2 separate regions of the Sus scrofa genome follow, and region 2 is linked to region 1. Evidence: chromatin contacts called from public Hi-C data. All regions are on one chromosome and are shown on one strand. Each heading gives the region's core, a stretch centred on a gene start, on an enhancer-like site or on the middle of the called end of the contact. The rest is flanking DNA. Distances are from core to core; before and after follow the strand shown.

Region 1 (5,773 bases), core at 1,708-4,207:
GGCCTATGCCACAGTCACAGCAACACCAGATCTGAGCTGCATCTGTGACCTATGCTGTGGCAACTCTGAATTCTTAATCCACTGAGGGAGGCTAGGGATCGAACCTGCATCCTCAATGAGACCATGTTGGGTTCTTAGCCCACTGAGCCACAGTGGGAACTCCTATTTCTCTATTATTAAATCAGAGATAGCAGGGCCATTGCTGTGAGTGATTTTAAGCTGCTGAAGTCGTTTTATAAAACATTATGGAGGGAGATTTATTCCAGGAGAAATAAATTCTGGTTCCTGCAACCCTCTTGCTTTTAAGAGGAAGCCTTCTGGGAGGTATTGCTGTGTAGCATAGCAGTTAAGTGCATGAGCTTTGTTGAGTCCCAGCTCTTCCCTTCATATCTGCACCTCACTGGGCAAGTTCACTTGACCTCTCTAAGCCTCAGTTTCTTTACCAGCATCGTTGTCCACCATGGTGGTACAGCAAGCAAGACAGCAAGTAGAGAAAAAAAAACATGAGGGTTTGTGCAAAAAGGCAACTTTGTAGATTAGGGGTTAAAAACTTGCATGAAAGTTTCCTGGTTGCTTTTTAGTTTATAGAGTTGAGGCTGAGGGTTGTGAAGGAGAGGTGAGGGAGAGGGGAAATGCAGAAGGCGTGGGGAGAGTGATGAGAGTTTGGAACAGCCCTTTTGAGGGTAGGGAAAAAATGGGCTCAAGCAAGAAAGAACAAAGTATTAGGGGGGAGCTGATGGCTTGGTGAGGGTGCAGACCCTGATCTGGAGGGGCACCCCTCTCCTCCGTGCTGGATTGCTGCAGCAGGCTCCTTGAGCAGGGAGGTTCAAAGGAAGCCTCGATGCTGTCATGTGATGGTTGGAGTTTCAAAAGGTTAAATGACTCATTGAAGGTCACTGAGATTTTTACGCAAGTGGCCTGTCTCCAAGCCCAGTGCTCTTTCTCATCTGTAACAGGAGATATAGCCCTATCCCTATCTCGTTCCCTTGGGCTTCATCTTTCAGGTTTGCAAGAGCCTCTGGGCCAGGCGCTGCGGAAAGGCCCAGTCCTCTAGGATGTTGTACTGTAGGTTCTGCTCCTCATCTGCTGCCCACTGGTTATGTTACATGTCACTTTGGGCAAGTCACTCAAAGCCCCTGGCTTGTTTCTATAATGAAGTTATGTTCTGGAAGCTTGAGTTCTAAAGTGCTGATTTTGGGAGAAGACAGTCTTGTGCTGTGTTGAGGAGCCCCTCATTCACCAGGAGCTCGGACGCCTTCATAGCACCTCCTTCCTCCAGAAGGTCTAGTCAGCTGTGCATCCATGTTTAAAGACTCACACAAGTTACCTCAAATATTTGTCACTGGCCCTCACATAAAATCACTTAAATATACATTGGCAGTAGTCAAACATCACATCCAAACAGGGCAGAAAGTTGTAAAAGAAAATGACGGCACGTTTTAAGGAAGAAAACTGTGTAGAAAAGTCAAATAAATCCATGAAGTTTGAACCAAGGCCCTCTGAAGGCCATGGCTGTGACACTGAGCACCTGTCAGTAATAGACCAAGACCTTTCCAACTGAGTGGATCTGTGTCTAGTGCACTAGAGAAAATTCCTTTACTCCTGGTACACAAGACTTCTTTTTTAAAAAGGGCCGCACCGGTGGCATATGGAAATTCCCAGGCTGGGGGTCGAATCAGATCTGCAGCTGCCAGCCTACCCAAAGCCACAGCCACCAGGGATTCTAGTGGATCTGCTTCCTCCACCACAGCTCACGATAACGCTGGATCCTTAACCCACTAAAGGAGACCAGGGATCCAGCCTGTGTCATGGACACTAGTCTGCTTGGTTACTGCTAAGCCACAACAGGAATTCCCAACAGACTCCCTGAATTGAGCTTTTTAATAAAATGCCGGAGAGCCATAGAACCAACTATAATTCATTAGGAATTGAGAAGACATTTAGGGCTATAGTTTTCATCGGTGGGTGTGCTTTTCCAAATGTCATCAGTGGAGCCGGAGCTCCTCGAAGAAGAATTAGTGGGAAATGTTTTGGGTTTGGTTTTCACCAGCAATAAGTGAATTTATTTTCCATCACTACCTTTCCAGTACTTTCGTACTCAATTATAAAATGAGAGCCTTGAGTTTCGAGTCCGAGCAAGGTTAACCAGCGTAAAGGCATCAGTCACTCGTCCAAACTCCGGGCACCCTCAGCCCCCTCCCTGAGATCTCACTAGAATCGAGCTCACCGAGCGCTTCCGGGAACCGCGAGGCACGAAAGCAACGTGGAGGCCTGGGCTCCCAGCCCTCCCGCCAGCCCCGCCAGCCCCGCCAGCCCCGCCAGCCCCGCCAGCCCCGCCAGCCCCGCCTGCTCCCGGCGAGGGGCGGCCTTTTGGCCTGAGCGCGTCGCCGCACCGCGCCGATTTCCGCTTCCCCGGCGCGCGGCTGGGGGCTGGCGGGCAGGAGGCTCACCGGCCCAGGCCGGCCCCGCGCAGCCCGCCCCGGCTGCAGGGGCGCTCCTGAGCCCGCGGGGCCGCCTGCAGGGAGCAGTCCGGCGCGGGAGGCGGGGCGGAGGGCAGGCCTGGCGCCGACGTGTGTGTGAAGCGGCCGCCCCCGCAGCCCAGGGAGAGTCGAGAGCAGGCGGCGGAGCGCGAGCAGGACGCAGCCGGTCGGCTCGGCGGTGAGCGCAGCCCCGCCGGGCGCTCGCGGGCTGCAGGGAACTGGCCGGGAGGAGGGAGTGGGGAGCGGGCGGGCCTCCGCGCCTGAGCGGCGTGACCTTTCCGGGCAGCTGGGATCCGGGGTCTCGGACCCGCCGCACACGTGCCCGGGGACCCGCGGGCGCCCCACTCCCGGGCGCTGCCCCGGGCTCGGCGGAGACTGCGGGGCTCTGCGGCCTCCTGCCCGCAGTGGTCAACTCCTGGGAAAGGTTGTCCTCCTTTGCCCCCTCGTCGTGTCACCGAGCCTCCGGGCTCCGCGCCATCTGAGTCTCGCGCCGGACGGGGCGGAGGCGCTTATGAATGGGAGACTCGCAGATTGCTGGGCAGAGTCAGCGAACCGGGAAGACCAAGTTAGAAGTCGTTTCCCTAAGCCGCCCCTCGTGCGGACTGGGATCCCGAGCCCCCGGAGCTGGAGCCCCTTCCCGGCTGCTGAGCAGCGAGGCCGGTTTGCATCCCAACGCCCTTGGGCTTCAGCTCTGGGCGGTCTGGATGGAGGGCGGCCTCCCACCGCGCCAGCTTCGGCCTGAAGCTGGAATCTTCCCGGAGCAATTCGTGTTAATTAGTGGGGAATGAGGCCTCCTCGGATTTTCCCCCAAGAAAAGAGAATTTCCCCAAGGAACGGGAAGATATTTGGCGCTGTTTCTTCTGGAGTCGGACTTTGGTGTAGTTTGAAAGAGGGGTAAAAGGGACGCTGTAAGGACTTAGTTTTTCTGTTCCACGGGTACCAAAGGCTCACGAATCAATGTAATTAAGTCATGCTAATCAGTCTTGCCTCTGCAAGACCTGTTATCTTCAAGCCAAACCTACGCTTAATTTGAAACAGTTGCCCACACCTTCTGAGTTACTCTGTGTTCTGTTTACTGTCCTAAAAATTCTACAAGCGGTTATTTGTAGCAGTTGATGCGTTTCTGACTTTTACCTAAAGGGGTTGACTTCGCATTGATGAGATAGTACCATCTGCTGTGCCTCTTTCCTGCTAAATTAAGAAAGAGATGTCCACCCCCCAAGGGAATGAACCCTAGAGAATTTTCTGAGAGGCTCTGCTGGACATACCCTGCCTGTGTGGCTCCTCTCCTCACTGCCTCCATTTTCCTCTAAAAGGCAGGGTTGGGTTTTTTCTGTGTGACCAGGTTGGGATACTCTGGAGTGAAGTATTGGTTGGTAGGCACAGGCCCAAAAGGCAAGACGTGCATTGCACCCTCTCTGCCACTGATTCCGTGTGTGACCTTTGACAAGCCTTTGCCTTCGCTGGCCTCAGCTTTCCGTCTGGAAAACGAGGATGTTGGGTCGGGACACTGATATCCTTCTCTAGATTTCCAGGGGCCACCCCCTTATCAGTAACTGGTGCTGCCTCTCCAGGCCTTCAGTAACGTGAAGTTGGGTTCGTGTGGCTTAGTTGCTTTATTAAGTGCTATCTATGCTTTTTGTTGTTGCTGGTTTTAAAGTTTTTTTTTTGTTTTTTTTTTTTTTTTACTTTTTTGGTAAAGAAAGGAAGATTTTTGGTGTCTGGTCATTGGCAACATGCTTGAAGTGGTTCAAAAACTTCTTGGTGGCTAAAATGATTTTCTGCTGATGATCAGGATGATGTCGGTGTGTTCATTGATCGGGTCCTCTGCCCCGCTCACCCCCTCCTCTAAGAGGTGTCCTGATGGGGGACACATAGGTCTTCAGTGTGAAGAGTAAAAAGTGTTCCATGTTATTCACCCAGGAGTCAATGACGTAGTTTGAAAACCGTACAGCATTGCTTATTGAAATATTCTGTTAATGAGCCTCTCCTTTCCTAGACACTGTTTATTAAGTCCATGCCTCAGCAGTGGTTGACGTCTGTCTAAAGGTGGAGGAGAAGACTCTGGGTTTCCCAAACTGTTAGGCTCCAGCTCAAACCTATTAAATCAAGATCTCTGGGAGAGAGGCCTGGTTATTTGACTACTTAACCAGTGTCCCAGGTGATTCTTAGCTAGCCTTTTGGGGCACAGTGGCCGGGTGTTGCTTCTCAAATTGTGCTTGGTAGCTGGCATTATCAGCCTCACCTGGGAGCATACCAGGCCAGTAGCATCAGAATTGGTAACTTAACAAGGTCCCCAGGTGATTTGTGTGCCCCTTAGGATTGAGAAGCTCTGGAGGGGACTCTGACGGCAGAGTTTGGTGCTGTGCTGTAGTTGTTCTAAGATCTCGTGGTGTGTGGCTCTCAGTTCATCATTGTGTTTGTCTGGTGCGGCTATTTGTCATTGCCCTTGTATTGTAATGATAGTACTTTTATTATTCACTTGTACAAACAGGGACCTCCAGCTTTAGGGACCCAAAGGGCCACGCTACTGGTGGTAGGGCAGGCATTCAGACCCAGGTGAATGTCACTTGGCAGAACTCTTAACCCCTTCTTTTCCAGACCTGCTGTTTTGTGACCTTCCCTTAGGGGCTTCTCACAAGCTGCTGTCCGAATTTGGAAGAGTCTGGTGGAAAGATAGTTGAATTTAGGCCTTTGAAAAACTAACTGGGGGCTTGGGATGTCTTGTTGGCTTCTTATTGGGCATTCAATTGAGGTTTCAGAAAGGTTGGTTGAAGTGCTCCCACCTGTTGCCATAGCTGCTCTGCTCAGGCAAGGGTTTGGATCTGCGTGCTTTTCATGGGGAGGTGGTGGTGGGTGGGGAAGGCAACACAGATCACTAAGCTGCTCTGATATCTGAAGCCCCCTCTTTTGAAGCAATGTAGAGCCAGTTTCCTGGCTCCTAGAAGTTCAAGTCCAGTAGCTATGCAGCTAGCCTGCAGTGGCCTGACTGATGGTGAACTCTTGCCCCCTCCAGGGATATGAGGTGCCCGTCCTGAGCTCCAGAGAGCTGCCCTCCACGGAGCCTAGGAGAGGAGCGGGCGAACATGAAGTCCAATCCTGCCATCCAAGCTGCCATTGACCTCACGGCGGGGGCTGCAGGTAATGCCAGAGAAAACCCCGTCCTTTGTTCAAGTACCTTTTGTAAGTGAGATCATGTGAAAGCGTGATGAAAACACCCATTCTTTTTTATTATTTTATTATAGTTGATTTACCATGTTCTGTCAATTTCTGCTGTACAGAAAGTGACCCAG
Region 2 (5,773 bases), core at 1,385-3,884, 40 kb after region 1:
GTCACATCACTTGCCCAGGATCTCACTGCAGAGCCAGGCCCCTCTGACCAGTGCTCCCGGACGCACATCACACCTTTGCATCCTGTGGCTCTGACTGTTGAACACATGTCTCTCTCCCCTCGTGAGTCTGAGCTCCCTCCCGGCTGGGGTTGGGAGGAACCTGCTAGAAGTTTTACTGGACTGGGCAAGAAGGTCTGAGGGGGGATGCGGTCCCAGCAAGGTGACCCAGAGGTCACCCTTGAGCTGAGCTGCCCTCTCTCCACGGGTCCTCGGGGCCTCACCCCAGCACTCAGCCATGGACTGGGCTGGACGAGGACTCTGTCCTGGTTGCAGGGGGCACAGCGTGCGTCTTGACTGGGCAGCCCTTCGACACGATGAAAGTGAAGATGCAGACGTTTCCCGACCTGTACAGGGGCCTCACCGACTGCTGCCTCAAGACCTACTCGCAGGTGGGCTTCCGGGGCTTCTACAAGGGGACCAGCCCGGCACTGATCGCCAACATCGCCGAGAACTCCGTCCTCTTCATGTGCTACGGCTTCTGCCAGCAGGTGGTGCGGAAGGTGGCGGGACTGGACAGGCAGGCGAAGCTGAGGTGAGTTGAGGTCGCCGACACTGCATTTGGTTTGAAAAACACTTGCACAGTCAAGATTTTTAAGAGACCTTATGGGGAAGGGTGTTTCCTTTGTAAAAAAAACCCACTGCTTTCTTTCTGATTATGGAGCCAGACGTTGCCATCCCAGACAGCTTGGAAAGCACAGACGTGTTGTACAAAGGGAGTGTTGCCCACAGTCCACCAGAGAGAACCAGCCACCCCACATGAAGGAGGGCGCTTTTCAGGTGCTATTGGTGCCATGTCCCTGTGGGCAGACGTGCGGGACCTAAACCATAGATGCAGCTTAGGATCCCAGTTCTGGGCTCCACATCATCAGCAGTGTGTCCAAATGCAGTGCATTCAAAAAGCCAAATAAATAGGCTTGAGGGGACACTGGCGTTTTAGGAAAGGATAGAGCATCTGCAAGGATTCCAGTGAACCTGTTGCTTCCTTGGCCGTGTCTGCTGCAAACATCAGACTTTGGCGTGTGCTTGGTCAGCCCTTGGGTATTTATTAAACAGAGACTAAAAGGAATTCAGAAACCACTGGGATAGCCTTTGCTCCTTCAAGCAATTTTAAATCATTTAAAATTACAGTGTCAGCTTTGTGGTTGCAAAGGGCAGTCTTGTTGGTTGTCATGGTAGGAATTTGAGACCCTGCTGCAACTATAGGTCCCACGTGGCTAAAATAGGTACAGATGTGTTCTCTGGGGGTGCCTGGAGATGTGTCTGTTTATGGGCAGTAATCTTGTCTTTTTTTGGCTGCCCCCTTGGCATGTGAAAGTTCCTGGGCCAGGGATCCGACCTGAACCACTGCAGTGACAATGACAGATCTTAACCTGCTGTGCCACCAGGGAGCACCAAGGACTCCTATTTTGATGAAATTTTTTTTTCTTTCCTTTATATGGCCACAGGTGCGGCTTATGGAGGTTGCCAAGCTAGGGGTCAAATCAGAGCTACAGCTGCCGGCCTACGCCACAGCACGTGGGATCTGAGCCGTGTCTGTGACCTATACCACAGCTCTTGGCAATGCCAGATCCTTAACCCACTAAGCAAGGCCAGGGACTGTACCCACATCCTCATGGATACAAGTTGGGTTCATTACTGCTGTGCCATGATGGGAACTCCTGGAATTTGTTTTTTAAAGGCTCGGGATGAAATCACCCAGGGAAATAATGTTTATAGGATTGAGTACAGGTCCTAGGACCCTCCAGGAGGGAGAGGTCAGGCAAAAGGAGGAAGTAAAGAAATACTGCCTTCTCCTGGTTTATCTTCTGCGTATCTCACAGTAGAGATGGACTGGAAGGACACTGTGACTTTAGGTCTCCTTGGGCATCCTTTTTGTTTGGTTGTTTTTTGTTGTTGTTGTTGTCATTTGTTTTTTCTATGGCCGCACCTGCGGCATATGGAGGTTCCCAGGCTAGGGGTCGAATCAGAGCTGTAGCTGCTGGCCTGTGCCAGAGCCACAGCAACATGGGATCCAAGCCGCATCTGCAACCTACACCACAGCTCATGGCAATACTGGATCCTTAACCCACTGAGCGAAGCCAGGGATCAAACCTGCAACCTCATGGTTCCTAGTCAGATTCATTAACCACTGAGCCATGACAGAAACTCCTTTGGGCATCCTTAGAGAAGGACAGGGAAACAACAGCCACATGAGATTCTGGGGGCAGGTCTGCTGTGAAGAAAGCTTCCTCTTGCACTCAGCCAGACCCCACACACTCATCTTTCTTGAACTCGGGAGCAGAGGGGCTGCTGCTTTCTCGTCGTGCAGGACAGTGGTTGCTTATTACCGTTGAGTACCTGCTGCCTGAGAGTCTTCATGTCAGGCCTTTTTCGCCCTTGCCATGGTCCTGGGGGAACATCCAGGCAGGTGGTGGTCTCTGCTTTATAGACGGGCAAACTCCGGTGCAGATACTGATAACACTGAAGATCACTGGGTTAATAAGTGACAGAGTCAGGACTGCAGCCCGTGTCTTGTGAGCCCCCGTCCAGCATTCTTCCCATAAGACCACAGGCAGACTCTGGAGTGCTTTGTAGGGGTCAGGTCTAGGGAAAAGATTAATAATTAAGCAGAAGCAGCAAAGGGAAGAACTGCTTGTAAGCGCCTGTTGGGAACTTGTGCAGTGATGCTGTAAATATTTGTTCTCAGGTCGAACACTCCCCATGTAGTATTCTCTTTTCACCTTTGGCTGGACAAGGTCTGACGCACCATAAGTGTTCAGGTACATGTGTGTTGACTGGGTGACACGACAGTGAATTCTTACAAAATCACATTCTGTGCTTATTGCTGTATGAGTTCCAGTTACAAACCTTTTTTAGGGAGTTCCCTGGTGGTTCAGTGGGTTAAGGACCCAGCATTGTCACTGCTGTGGCTCGGATCGTTGTTGTGGCACGGATTTGATCCCTGGCCTAAGAATTTCCATATGCTGTGGGTGGGGCCAAAAAAATAAAAGTTCATACTCTAGGCACAGCCTGGGGCCCCGTGTCCCCGGTGTCTTGAGCTGGTAGATGAAAGTGTTGATTAAAAAGCCAAAGTCCACCACAGATCTGCTTTGGTCTTGTTGTTGCACTGCAGCTGTGCGTGGGGCTCCTTCAGGTGTTGCTGCATCTTAGAGGGACTAGGCGTCTCCATTTATTGATGTCACCTTGGTTCCAGCAACACTGGCAAACCCTGGTCAATGACACCAAGTGACTGCGGCTGTCAGCAGGTTGACAGTCCCCGAGGGAAGCAGAGTAAGAATCTGCAGGCTGGCTGAGAGACAGAAACCATTTAAGCTTTGGTTTTGACAAACGAGCCAAGTTGGAGCGAAGCGGGAGGGATGGGGCGCAGTGTCAGGCAGTTCCCAGCGGTGCGCCCTACGCTCCCGGCTGTCCTGTAAGCAGGTCTGACCTGTCCTTCTCTAAAAACAAAAGGAAGGCCGTGCTGCAGGAGGCGGTGTTTCCTCCTGAAAGAAAGCTTGCTCCAGGCCAATTCGGAGACCTGGCTGCTAACTGGCTGACTTGGCCCTGGGTGCCCAACTCCCATCCCTCCGAGGCCAGGCCCCTAGGGATAGGAAATCAGGCCCAGATGGGAGGTGGCCCCTGCTTTTAGGCAGGCACATCTCAGGTACTCCATGTTTGGTTCTAGACCATCTCTTGAATTTTTTGGTTTCTCAGTGCACGTAAAGTTAGGTTTACACTAGGCTGTAGTTTAGCTGTGCAATAGCATTATGTCTCAAAAGGAAATGTACCTACCTTAATTTAAAAACATTTTATTGCTGGAGTTCCCATCGTGGCGCAGTGGTTAACGAATCCAACTAGGAACCATGAGGTTGCGGGTTCGATCCCTGGCCTCGCTCAGCGGGTTAAGGATCCGGCATTGCCGTGAGCTGTGGTGTAGGTTGCAGATGCAGCTTGGATCCTGCGTTGCTGTGGCTCTGGCGTAGGCTGGCAGCCATAGCTCCAATTAGACCCCTAGCCTGGGAAACTCCATATGCTGCAGGAGCGGCCCAAGAAATGGCAAAAAGACAAAAAAAAAACCCATTTTATTGCTAAAAAATGCTAAGCATCATCTGACAACACACAGTGGCCATAAACCTTCAATTCTTTTTTGTTTTTTTTGTTTTTTTTTTTGTCTTTCCTAGGGCTACACCCACGGCATGTGGAGGTTCCCAGGCTAGGGGTCTAATTGGAGCTGTAGCTGCCGAGCAATACAGTCACAGCCACAATAAATCCAAGCCACGTCTGCGACCTACACCTCAGCTCACGGCCACACCAGATCTTTAACCTGTTGAGCGAGGCCAGGGATCAAACCCGCAACCTCATGGTGCTTAGTCGGATTCGTTAACCACTGCGCCACGACAGGAACCTCCCCTTCAATTTTTATAAAATGTGAAGTGCAATAAATTGCATTAAAATGAGGTTTGTTATAGTCGTGTCTGAGCCATTAGTTTCTTATAACTTTAGGGCAGTTGAGTGTGGGAGGTCTTTAGGCTTCTGCTCACAGATTGGAGGGAGATGGTGAGGGAACCTCTCTATCTGGGCAGGTGGCAGGGGTGGGGGGTTAAATCGGGGCTCCCGGAGGTCTGAGCTGTCCTGGCCGTCCAGTGACAGCAGAGGCTGGCATTTATCGGGCAAGTGCTGGGGCCAGTTGTCCAGCTGTGAGCAGCTCAGTCCTTCCTGCCCAGTTGGAGGCCGTCCCCACAACGTGCCAGAGGTGCGGTCCTGGGGTTTGGAGAGGAGTTCCTTTTCTGAGCCGCATGACCTCTCAGGAGTCTTCCTGACAATTGTTTCTCATACTTCCCCCCACATCCTTGAACTCTTACTGGGTTCCAGCTTTGCCCCCTACCTGGTGACTGAGGCTGTTGGACTAACCCACATGAGATGAATTGTTCCATTTATGCACATTCATTCCTCCGTTGAGATTTCCAGCTTCGCCACTTGCCCTACAACGTGGGGTTTGCTGACTCATTGGCTGCTCTCCTCCTGCGGCACCAGCTGAGCCCCTCGTGCCTCGGGGCACCTGAGGACCAGGAGATCATCAGCTGAGCTGGGGAATCTTTTGGCGATGAGCAACTTTTTGGTTAAAAATTTATCTTGGGTTTTCACCAGTGGCAGTGACATTACACTTTTGGCTGCTCCTAGCTGGATTTGGGGCATGGGGGGTGGCCTTAGAACCTAGGAGGGTTTTTTTTGGGGGGAGGGTGGGTTCTTTTGGCTGTGCCTACGGCATGTGGAAGTTCCTGGGCCAGGGATCAAACCTGCACCACAGCAGTGACCCAAACAACAGTAGTGACATGCTAGAGCTGTAACTACTAGGCCACCAGGGAACTCCATGAACCTAATTTTATGTAAAGCTCAGTGGCAAACGCACTAAAGCATTAATACTGTGTGTTTTGGGGTGGTGGGACCACGTGTAATATTTCCTTCCTGTCTGTGTTTTTTTGGTTTTTCTTTGTCACCGTGTGTGATGCTAGAACAAAATACCATGGACTGGGTGGTTTAAACAGCAAACATTTGTTTCTCGTAGTTCTGGAGGTTGGAAAATCCAAGCACGAGGTGCTGGCTGACTTGGTGTCAGGTGAGGGTTTGCAGAGGGCCAGCTGGCTGTGTCCTCACCTGGTGGAGAGTGTGCCCCGCCAGCTCGCCTGGTCCCTTTTGACTAGGACACTATCACCAGGACCCCACCTGCGTGGCC

The links. Hi-C and Micro-C count contacts between places; a contact is called where the count stands out from the background.
Region 2: a Hi-C map of liver shows a contact between it and region 1, with 7 times the contacts expected there. The contact joins the enhancer-like site here to the promoter of LOC106505276 in region 1. A contact is called at or near these places in 2 of 5 promoter capture datasets (both in liver) and 14 of 47 Hi-C or Micro-C datasets (alveolar macrophages, embryonic fibroblasts, fetal liver and 5 more).

The regions. Positions count from the first base shown.
Region 1 is chr11:15,491,781-15,497,553 of Sscrofa11.1, forward strand. LOC106505276 reads right to left here and starts at 2,958. Exons shown (of 3, transcript XM_021065390.1): 1 at 2,936-2,958; 2 at 2,228-2,865. The coding sequence starts at 2,958. SLC25A15 (solute carrier family 25 member 15) reads left to right here and starts at 2,396. Exons shown (of 7, transcript NM_001243910.1): 1 at 2,396-2,658; 2 at 5,497-5,621. The coding sequence starts at 5,567.
Region 2 is chr11:15,532,452-15,538,224 of Sscrofa11.1, forward strand. It overlaps SLC25A15 (solute carrier family 25 member 15), which reads left to right. Exons shown (of 7, transcript NM_001243910.1): 3 at 334-592. Among named protein-coding and RNA genes, the nearest start is that of SLC25A15, 41 kb to the left of the region's middle. Within about 2 kb of position 2,635, at least 14 of the 83 cell types and tissues checked have an H3K27ac peak or open chromatin away from gene starts, as enhancers often do. A contact at or near this core is called in fetal liver and liver, where this site is marked.